2 separate regions of the Mus musculus genome follow, and region 1 is linked to region 2. Evidence: chromatin contacts called from public HiChIP or PLAC-seq data. All regions are on one chromosome and are shown on one strand. The core of a region is the stretch at or near the end of the contact, and the rest is flanking DNA. Distances in the headings are between cores, read along the strand shown.

The links. HiChIP or PLAC-seq counts read pairs in DNA pulled down with a chosen protein or histone mark.
Region 1: a contact with region 2 is called in a FOXA1 HiChIP or PLAC-seq map of pancreatic cancer cells. The contact joins the promoter of Rbp2 here to the promoter of Nmnat3 in region 2. A contact is called at or near these places in 1 of 39 promoter capture datasets (the HPC-7 cell line), 3 of 484 Hi-C or Micro-C datasets (the G1E-ER4 cell line and uterus), 1 of 115 datasets of contacts at active chromatin or transcription factors (pancreatic cancer cells) and 2 of 9 other capture datasets (adipose tissue and liver).

What each region holds. Positions count from the first base shown.
Region 1 is chr9:98,488,977-98,493,752 of GRCm38.p6, forward strand. It overlaps Rbp2 (retinol binding protein 2, cellular), which reads left to right and starts at 1,561. Exons shown (of 4, transcript NM_009034.4): 1 at 1,561-1,706. The coding sequence starts at 1,634.
Region 2 is chr9:98,294,441-98,298,898 of GRCm38.p6, forward strand. It overlaps Nmnat3 (nicotinamide nucleotide adenylyltransferase 3), which reads left to right and starts at 2,130. Exons shown (of 5, transcript NM_144533.3): 1 at 2,130-2,540. It overlaps Gm46126 (a long non-coding RNA gene), which reads right to left. Exons shown (of 2, transcript XR_001779264.2): 1 at 3,646-4,458; 2 at 2,757-2,939.

The DNA.
Region 1 (4,776 bases), core at 311-2,810, 190 kb after region 2:
TAACTTTAGCAACTATATATTTTAAATATTTTCTGTATTTTATATTACATGTGTGCCTGAGTGTAGCTATGCACAGTCCCTAGCAACCATAGTTTTAATTTTTAAATTACTAACAACATTTTTTGAGGCAGAATCTCACTGTGTAACTCTGGCTAACCTGGAACTTGCTAGTAGACCAGGTTGGCCTGGAACTCATAGATATCCACCTGTCACCTTCTGCATGCTGGGATTAAAGGCATGGACCACTACACCTGGCAGTAATTCTCGTTTTTAAAAAATATCACTTTGTGCCTTTTAAAGTTTGGGGGTGATTTTTGAATTTCCTTATTGATTTTAAATCTGTCTCCTGATTGCTCTCTGGAACTCCTGGAAACCTGTCTGCTTCTGGGGCTGCTTGTTCTTGGCAATCAGCTTCACCGTGTTTTCTGGTCCTGAACCTATTGTTGCTATGTCTTTACCACAGAGAACTCTGTCTGGCCTGGCTTGAATGTGTGCTTCCAGGTAATTTTACACTTGCTGAATCCCTTAGGTTAGCCCAGAAATCTAAATTCAAAGTCTAGACCCAGGCCAAAGTGGAGGACTTCTTTCGACCCACGCAGTGTCCAAGCTAAAGACACGGGCTTTCTTTGTTTCACTGTTATTTTGACTCGTGTGCAACTTCACTGAAGCAATGGGCCCCTCAAGAGACTAGGTTTCCTGTCTGTTTCCCCTTCTTGTCTTATATCAGCACCAACAGCTCTTTCTCTCTATGCCCATTTACACCCAGGCTTCCTGCTCACCACAATTAATAGCCCTTCTTATCTTCAGCCCCACCCCACCAGGCCAGCTTGCCTTATATTCTTGCATGCAAGACCTGTGGGGTTTGGGGGGACTGTTTTAAAGTGCTTAAATCTGAATGTGGAAGGCAAGTGATGAATCCCCAAAGGTCCTTTCTGTCCCATTCTGCTGTCACAGGTCACAGTTCATTTTCCAGGTTCTGTTTTTACAAGTCACCCTTGGGCTTATCATTTAACTTCCCTGAGCCTTGTAGACCTGGAGAGAGAGAGAGAGAGAGAGAGAGAGAGAGAGAGAGAGAGAGAGAGAGAGTCAGGAGGTGGGGAGGGCTGTTAAATACAACCCACAGAGCTTTTGTGAACTGAGACAAAATGAAGTTCAAGTGTGGCCTGGCACAAGAACAGTTCCTCAGATGTAAAAACCCACCATCAGCTTCACTGGCCAAATCAATGCTGGTTATGTGATAGGCAAGCCTGGCTCCGGTGTCCTGCAGAACGTGTGGGACAAATACTGAGTGTTTGTTTTCCTTAGGAACTGTATGGAATGTTCTGTGTGAGGCCAGGATCTCTGTGGGAGGCCAGTCAGCCTAAAATGAGCTGCTCCAAGGCAGTGTGTCATGGAGATCACAGGGACACGCAGACCTGGCAACGGCAGGACTTTGTGCCTGGACTGCCCACAGACCTGTTGAACTTTGCAAAGGCAAGGGCAGTTCCTTTGAGCTGGGCTTATGACCTTTGACTCTATTATCTTTATATACCTGGTCCACTAAGCTATAAAAGCAGTAACATTTAGCATAGTCTCCCTGCAGCCTGTTCCTTCACAGTCACCGAACGTCCACATCAAACCAGAGGCCACCATCATGACGAAGGACCAAAATGGAACCTGGGAAATGGAGAGTAATGAGAACTTTGAAGGCTACATGAAGGCCCTAGGTAAGAGATGAAGGGGATGGGGAGACAAGGGACATTAAGAAGACAGTAGACTGGTCCTTGAGGAGGTGCTAGTTTGGGATTCACCAGAGCTGTGTGCAAACCCTCTCTCCAGAGTTGTAGCAGGGCAGAGTCAGTTAAGTCCCGGGAACTCTCTGAGGCTGTTTTTCTACCTAGAAATGATAAGTGTGATGAGGTTAGAATGTTCTTTGCACGGTGCGTGGCTGACAGAAAACACTGAACGGAGAATGCATATACATGTGTACATGTGTTCCCACACAGTACATGCATACACACACCACGACAGATATAGTCTGCCCTGAGAGGACAACAGAATCACTCTCCTGCCTTGTCATCACCATCTCACAGGTAACCCATTGAGTTAGACATCGCCACCAATGAATAACTCCTGCTTGAGTTTTCCTCAGCCTTCACATAGAAAGCACCGAAGGACCAGCCATCCAATTCGCTACCTAGAGACATTCAAGCTCTCAGAGTTCTGAGGGGGGCTTTTGTCACAGGACTCAAATCACCCACTGCTTATTCAAGTTCTGCACTGGGCTCCAGGCCAAGGGTTGCTAATTTGTTTATGTCCCGAGTCAATGACGGGGCAGGTCTGTAGGTCTCACCTGGTGTTGGCAGAAACATGTGATTTGGGCTGTACTTGGAAGAAGATGGAGTGAGTCGCCACAGGGGACCTCCAAAGAATGGCAGCAACCAGGCACTGGACAAGGAGCTTAGCTACTGAACTTCTTTACTGCAACAGCACACTGGTCACCTTTTCTACATTGAAATTCCCCACATCCAGAGTGACATCCCTGAATGTTGGGGAGCCATACAAGCATGAGAGAAATGACTGCATATGGCCACAGATAATTTGAATATGGTGGTGAGAAGCATCTATAAGAATGGACTTGTAGGGTCTTTTTCTGCAACTAAAGAAAGACAGACAAAAATCCTCTCATTAGAGCCCCACCTACTAGGGTTAAGATACCAAATCAATTTGGAAGGGGGTGTAACAGAACCTAGGCAAAAAGGAACTATTCCTGCCACACTCCTGTCTAGCAACATGAGTGGCTAATGGAAATGGATTTCAGAACCCACATATGTAGTCAATTAGAGCATAGTTCAGAACCATAATTTTGAACATTATCACATTGATAAGGTAAGTAAACACAGAGTGAGTACAGCCTGTGCCATGCCCAAGACTTCCTCTGTGAGGTGGGATCCAGTTCTTAGCATTTCAGGGCCTTAATTTTTCCACCTGCCAAATAGGGATAATGACACTACAATACAAATTGCTGTTTCTCTAATGGTGCTGGGTACAGCTGTGATTCTGAACAACGGAAATTCGTATCACATGGGCTATTTGGAGGCATCATGGTTTCATACATGTGCTAGACAACCCAGGCACATAAATGATTATCAGAAAGCAACTTGCCTTGTGCTGTTTGCTTAAATGATACCAATTCCAGGGCCAGCAAGATGGCCTAGTGAGTAAAATCTCTGGGTACACAAGCCCCAGGACCTGACTTTAATCCCTGAAACCCATAATGGAAAGAAAAACACCAACTCAAAACCTATCTCCTGACTTCCCCATACACACCATAGCACGTGCATGCCACCAACTCCCACACCTACCACCCATGCACATACACACAACGATAACACTCCACAAAAATAGTTCCTAGTTGACTTTAGAGATAACATCCAGGTCCACTTTAGTGTCTGGCCCCTTGGATAGACTCCCAAAGGCCAACGCCTCAGTCTGAAGGTGGAAGGCAAACATTGCCATCCTCCACTGAGGCTATTATCTCACCTCGAGAAACCCTCTCTCTACCTCTGGCTTCCTCTTTTACACAAGCTTGCACTTCAGTGGCCATAAGGAACTTACAAGTTGTGACTGTGACGTTTAGATATGTCTGGGTTGATGTGCCTAGTCCTTAACATCTGTTGCTTGCTGTCTCTTTGAGCTTTAGGAATAGTGTGCCCTCGAGCATCATGTTAGACTGATTTCACTCTAAGGAGCAGACTAATTCAACTCTTGGTAGCAGGCCTCTGCTGTGTAGAGGGGCATCTGGCACTTTGTGGACTGAGCTGACAACCACGGGGGAGAGCTCTAGCTAAACACAGAATGTGGGTGTCTTTGTGTTGCTTTGCCCAGATGCTGATAGAGTTCTCAGGGTTCTAAGGACTTGCCCTGCCTTGATGACACCACAATACTCTGCACAAAAATACCTCATGCAGACTCACTTTCCCAGCACGGAGGCAGGACACCTGGTTTCCTTCAACTACCCAAGAACAGGGTGGGGCTGGCAGTGATTAACATCAAGAGACTCAGCCAAAAGCAGATGAGGAGTGGCCACCCTGTCAGTCTAACCAGCCAGAAGCAGCTCCACTGATCTGTTTAATTTCTGACACACCCAACTTAAAGGCAAGATTGCTTTCCCAAGACTGGGAAATCAATGAGGCTTGCCTTTGGTGCCCTTTTGTGTACTTGGCATTTGAGATGAACATGGCAGAGATCTTTACAAATCCCCAGATGTGTATATACCATCAGGTGTGACATTGCTCTCTGCCTATGAACCATTACTTTCTAGGACTTTAACTCTGTCCATCAATGAGGAAACTGGCTTTCTCGGGGGGGGGGGGGGGGCGCTGGTTCTTTGTGCTGTAGGGAGGGAGACTTTGTTGCGATGCTGCCCTGAACAGAACCCTGGCTTTGTCAATAGCCCAGTGGCTCACTCGATAATGCTCTCCTCTACACATGACTCAGGTACTGACCTCAGCAGAATGACATGTCACAGCAACCTTTGAGTTTACCTCAAATTAATAAAGTCATTAAGAGCTCAAGGGTGAGTGTCCAGGCTGGTTCAGTGGTGCTTCTTCTCCTGCCTTGGGCTCTCAAGTCTTTGCTAGATTATCTCTGATCCTGAAGAAATCAGCTTTTTCAAGGCCTATCACTCAAGGGCTCTGTCATGCCCTGAAGTCCTCCTTTGGACCAGAAAACAGAGGAGTGGAAGAGACTTCTTCAATTCCAAAGAAGAGCCAGGCAGAGCTATAAAAAGATCAC
Region 2 (4,458 bases), core at 880-3,379:
TTCAAAAAACACAGGCTAATTTGTCAGCTCATTTTTATTCCCTGGGGACTCGCCTCCTGCAGATTTCCCTTGGGCGGGATAATCCCAAGCCATGTTCATGCTTGGCATACTGCTTTGTAGACTATTCCTTCAAGATTATGCTGATTCTCATCACGTGTTACAGGGGAGTGCTGGCTTAACAATGCCTCCTCACTGTGCACTTGCCCTGCCCTCTAAACTATTCTACTTACCTGCAATCTTATACCTTATAAACTTCCACTCAACTGCACGTACCATAGTCTACTTAGGAGAGACTCAAGCACATATTCTCCATCAAATCCTTTCTGTGATGGTATCTCTAGATGTCTTCCTTTAGTGAACAGGGTCATAGAGAAATTAAATGTACCCAGAGGCTCCCATTCTACTTATGATGGAGTAGCCAGCTGTGACGGGGATCCTGTTATTCCCCTTCAGAATAAAAGCAGCTAGGCTTCGGTCCAGCCTGGGTTTCTCAGGCCTGCCTCTCCCCGCTATGTTAGCTAAAGCCTGGCTGTTATATAAGGTTTGTGCTGCCTTCCCAAAGCACACAGTGCTTCTCACCCAGTCTTCTCTTCAGCCAGGCCTCAGTCTTCCATGATGCAGGGTGGAAATCTTCCTCTGAAGGAGAAGTCATTGTTCAGGCTCTCTCTGGCTGGCTGTGTCTAGTCTCTGCCTCCACAGCCCCGGGTCCTGACTCAGAAAGACTTGGCCTTTGGTTAATTTATGAAAGTAAACCAACCTGTAGGAGTGTGTACACTACATATGCTCACAGATGCCTCCAAATTTTGTGACACACCACCTACGCTGCTGGCATCAGTAAGAAACTATCCAAAGGACACTGTACACTTAGCTACTATCGTGCTGCTTGAACCTCCTCCAAAGCCATCGAGGTAGAGGGTTGTTTCTACTGATTACAGGGAAGGAAACTGAAACCTGAGTAGGTAAAGCTGCTTGCTTGGGGTCACTTTATGGAGGTGCATTGTACCCTAAGTTTCCCAGAAGAAACGCAAAGGGCACAGGGTCTACTGCCTGAGTGGGGAGGTATCTTTTCCCTGGTTTCTTAGTGGGGCTACCTGTGTGCCCACATACTGATTAATGGCAAAGGTGTGGCCCTTCCTAAGAGCCTGGGAATATCATGGGAGACTGGGGATAGAAACTGGGTCCAGAGCTAGCTCTCCACCCAGGAGTTGATTTATCACTGTGGCTAGGAGGAGGGGGGAGCTTAAATGTTTAGCATTCACAAGCCTTGACATCACCCTTGATTTTTCCCCCCACCCTGCAACTCACTCCATTAGGATTGACAGGCCACGGTGAAGCTTCTTGTGAGGGCTGGGCAGTTATAGAGGGTTATGGGAGGCTGAGAAACTACTCTGCATTAGCGAGGCAAATTAAGGTTCTAAATTACACAAAGACCTCCGGGAGTAGGTCCTGAATCTCCAAGGATTCGGTTGCAATTTCTTAGTATGAATGAATATACTTGCCAGAAAGTCCTAATTGTATTTTCTTTCTAAAATAGCCCCCATTTTCCCCTCCCCCAAACTGTGCCAGCTTCAGAACCCCATCCCCCCACAACCTTTATCCTCACCAAGGCAGAGCTGGAGAATAGAGGTGTAAATGTGTCAGAAGAGGGAAGCAGGGGCCCAGGAAGAGTAAATCCTCATCTAACATGGCAGAAAGTCAATAGATAAATCAAGAAATCGCTATGTAAGCTCTTTTTCTTTCTTTCTTTCTTTTTTTTTTTTTTTTTTTTTTTTTTTGCGACAAAAAGTGACCATCCAAGGAAGGGACTGATGAAAAAGGGCTCTAGGTAGAGCAGAACAGGAGGGGCTTGTTTCTTTCATTGTAAGTAGCTATTTTATACTTTAAGAACTGTTCATACATTGCTTGATATGGTTTTAATTCAGGCTTTTAAAAACCAGAGTGAAAGTTAGATGAAAGAAACAAACAGAATACAAAACTAAAAAAAAAAGTAAAAAATGAAAACACAGAGCAGAAAGGCCACAGATGACAATCTACTGAGGACCTGAAGAGCGGGGGCGGGGCACGGGGCGTGGTCTTAGGTCGCTGAGGGGGCGGGGCAAAGCTCCGCTCTGTCTCCCGGGAGTTCCGCCCACAGCAGGAAGCTGGGAGCGCAAGGTCAAGTTCACTCGCGGCTCCGCCCCCAGCCTGGGTCAAGACTAGTTAGTCTTAGGGCGATCTGCGGGGTGACCCATCCTGGTCGAGCAGCAGATCCGCGGTCCCTGTTGACTCTGAGCGGAGCCCCGCGACGCGCAGGTAAGCACAGCCAGCGACCTTGGCTGCCTGCTTCGCCCGCGTGGGTGTCCACGAAGCCTTGAGTCCCCGCGTACCTACCAGGCCCACGTGACTCTCGGGGGCGGCGACTCGGGCGCGCGCGCGCACGACAGAGTCAGATGGCTGTGGAGCGCAGAACCACGCTAGCCCCACGGTCACTTTTCTGACCGATTGGCTCGAGCTGACACGGGTTCGGATCCCCCCTGCAGCACGTTTACAGTCAGTTAAAAGTAAGTGTGTGACAATTACAGCGTATTGTTCAGTGTTCTCTTTCTATTGGCCTAAGTGGGGTTCCAGCGATTGTCACGTGTAGCGTGCTGCCCCGCAGAGCACAGACTAGCGAGGAGACCTCCAGCAAAGGCAAACCACACACATTAAAGTATGACAGTTCAAATTAGTAGGAGCTGTGGAGATAATTTTTAAGATAAGTAAATAAAAGCGCAGGGTGCTGGAGAAGTTTTATTACGTTTCCCGTCAGCAAAACCTGCTGGAGCTAAAGCTACCCCGTGAATGACGGAATTCCAGACATAAAGTAAGGCTTGGGAAGGAGGTTCCCTTGGGATCGTCCTGCAGAGAGCTGGTGCCTGCGAGTTCCTGTCCTAGTTAGTCGACGTCAACAAGTGAGTCATCTGGAAAGAGAGAACTTGGAGTTTTTAAATGCCACCATTAGACTAACCTGACCAAAAGGGTGTGGGGGCATTTTCTTGATTACTGATGTATGTAGGAGGGCTCAGCCCACAGTGGGGGATTCCACCACACCCTTTCCCACGTCCCCCACCCCAGTGGTGGTCCTTAGTTGTAATAGGCTGAGCAAGCCTTGGAGAACAAGCCAGGAAGCAGTGGTCCTCCATGGCCTCAGCTTCAGCCCCTGCCTGGATTTCTATCATTAATGGGACTGTGACGTTGGGAGAGCAAGGCAAATAAAGGCTTCCTACCCGAGTTGCTTTTGATCAGGGCATTTGCCTCGGCAGTTTCTTAAGCCACTGTTCTAAGATGGGACTGCTTGTACTACCAGGAAATGGGTTTGTGGGAAGCAGCTGCCAGAGCTGTTCAGACAGCAGCGGGCACAGCAGGGGTGAAGGTATCTCTGCTCCTCAAGACTGAACTTGAGGTGTCTGTCTCAGAGTAAGCTTCCCCCCCCCCCCCCCCCGCCTTAGTACATTCCCCTCTGACAGATGAGTAAACTCTCACAATACAGCCTGTTCTCTAAGTTGAGGACTGGTTTAACCATTTTTTGGAAACACTTGGCTCATGCCTTTCCCTTGACACTAAGGGTTAGGAGAAGCCAGATACAAGACCTGCTCTCCTGGAGCCTGTGCAAGGTTGGCCACTTACCATGCGGACTCTGAGCCTTGTGAGGGAAGCTGCCTTGTTTCCATTTAGCATTTAGGCCAGTGGTTCTCAGCCTTCCTGCTCCTGCAGTCCTTTAATACAGTTCCTCACGTTGTGACCTCGTCATAAAAATTATTTCATTGCCACTTCTGAACTGTAATTCTGCTACTGTTATGAATTATAGTTTAAATATTTGATAGGCAGGATATCTATGTGAGCCCCCAAATGGGGTTGCGACCCACAGGTTGAGAACTGCTGGTCTAGGTACACATTTCCCAGCAAGCACCACCTGATCCCGCCAGCCCCAAGAGGCAGCTCTTCCACTGGCAGCTCTCTCCCCTGAGGCACCGTCTCTGCTGGCCCCTTGCTGAGGACCCCTCAGAACTTGAGACCAGCACAGATTTGAGAGAGTGGCTTCAGGAAACACCTGTCAGCTGCTTGGCATTTACATGTGTGTGTATTTATAATATCTTCTTTATATTTTTAAGGTTATAATATAATTACATCATCCCCCCTTTTCTCCCTTCAAAACCCTCCTGTATATCCCTCCTTGCTCTCTCAAATTCATGCCTCTTTCTTTCTTTATTATTAATACATATATGTGTATTATGTATGTATATATTGTATGGTATACACATGTATAATATATACACATTATATATATATATATATATATATATATATATATATGATATTTATGTGTTAACAACAATTAATGAAAAAAGAGGCTTGGTAAATTTTACACCTTGAATGGGCCTGAGGTCTTCTGTGGTCTTGTCCACACAACTGATATAGATTTAGGATTTGCTCTAAGAG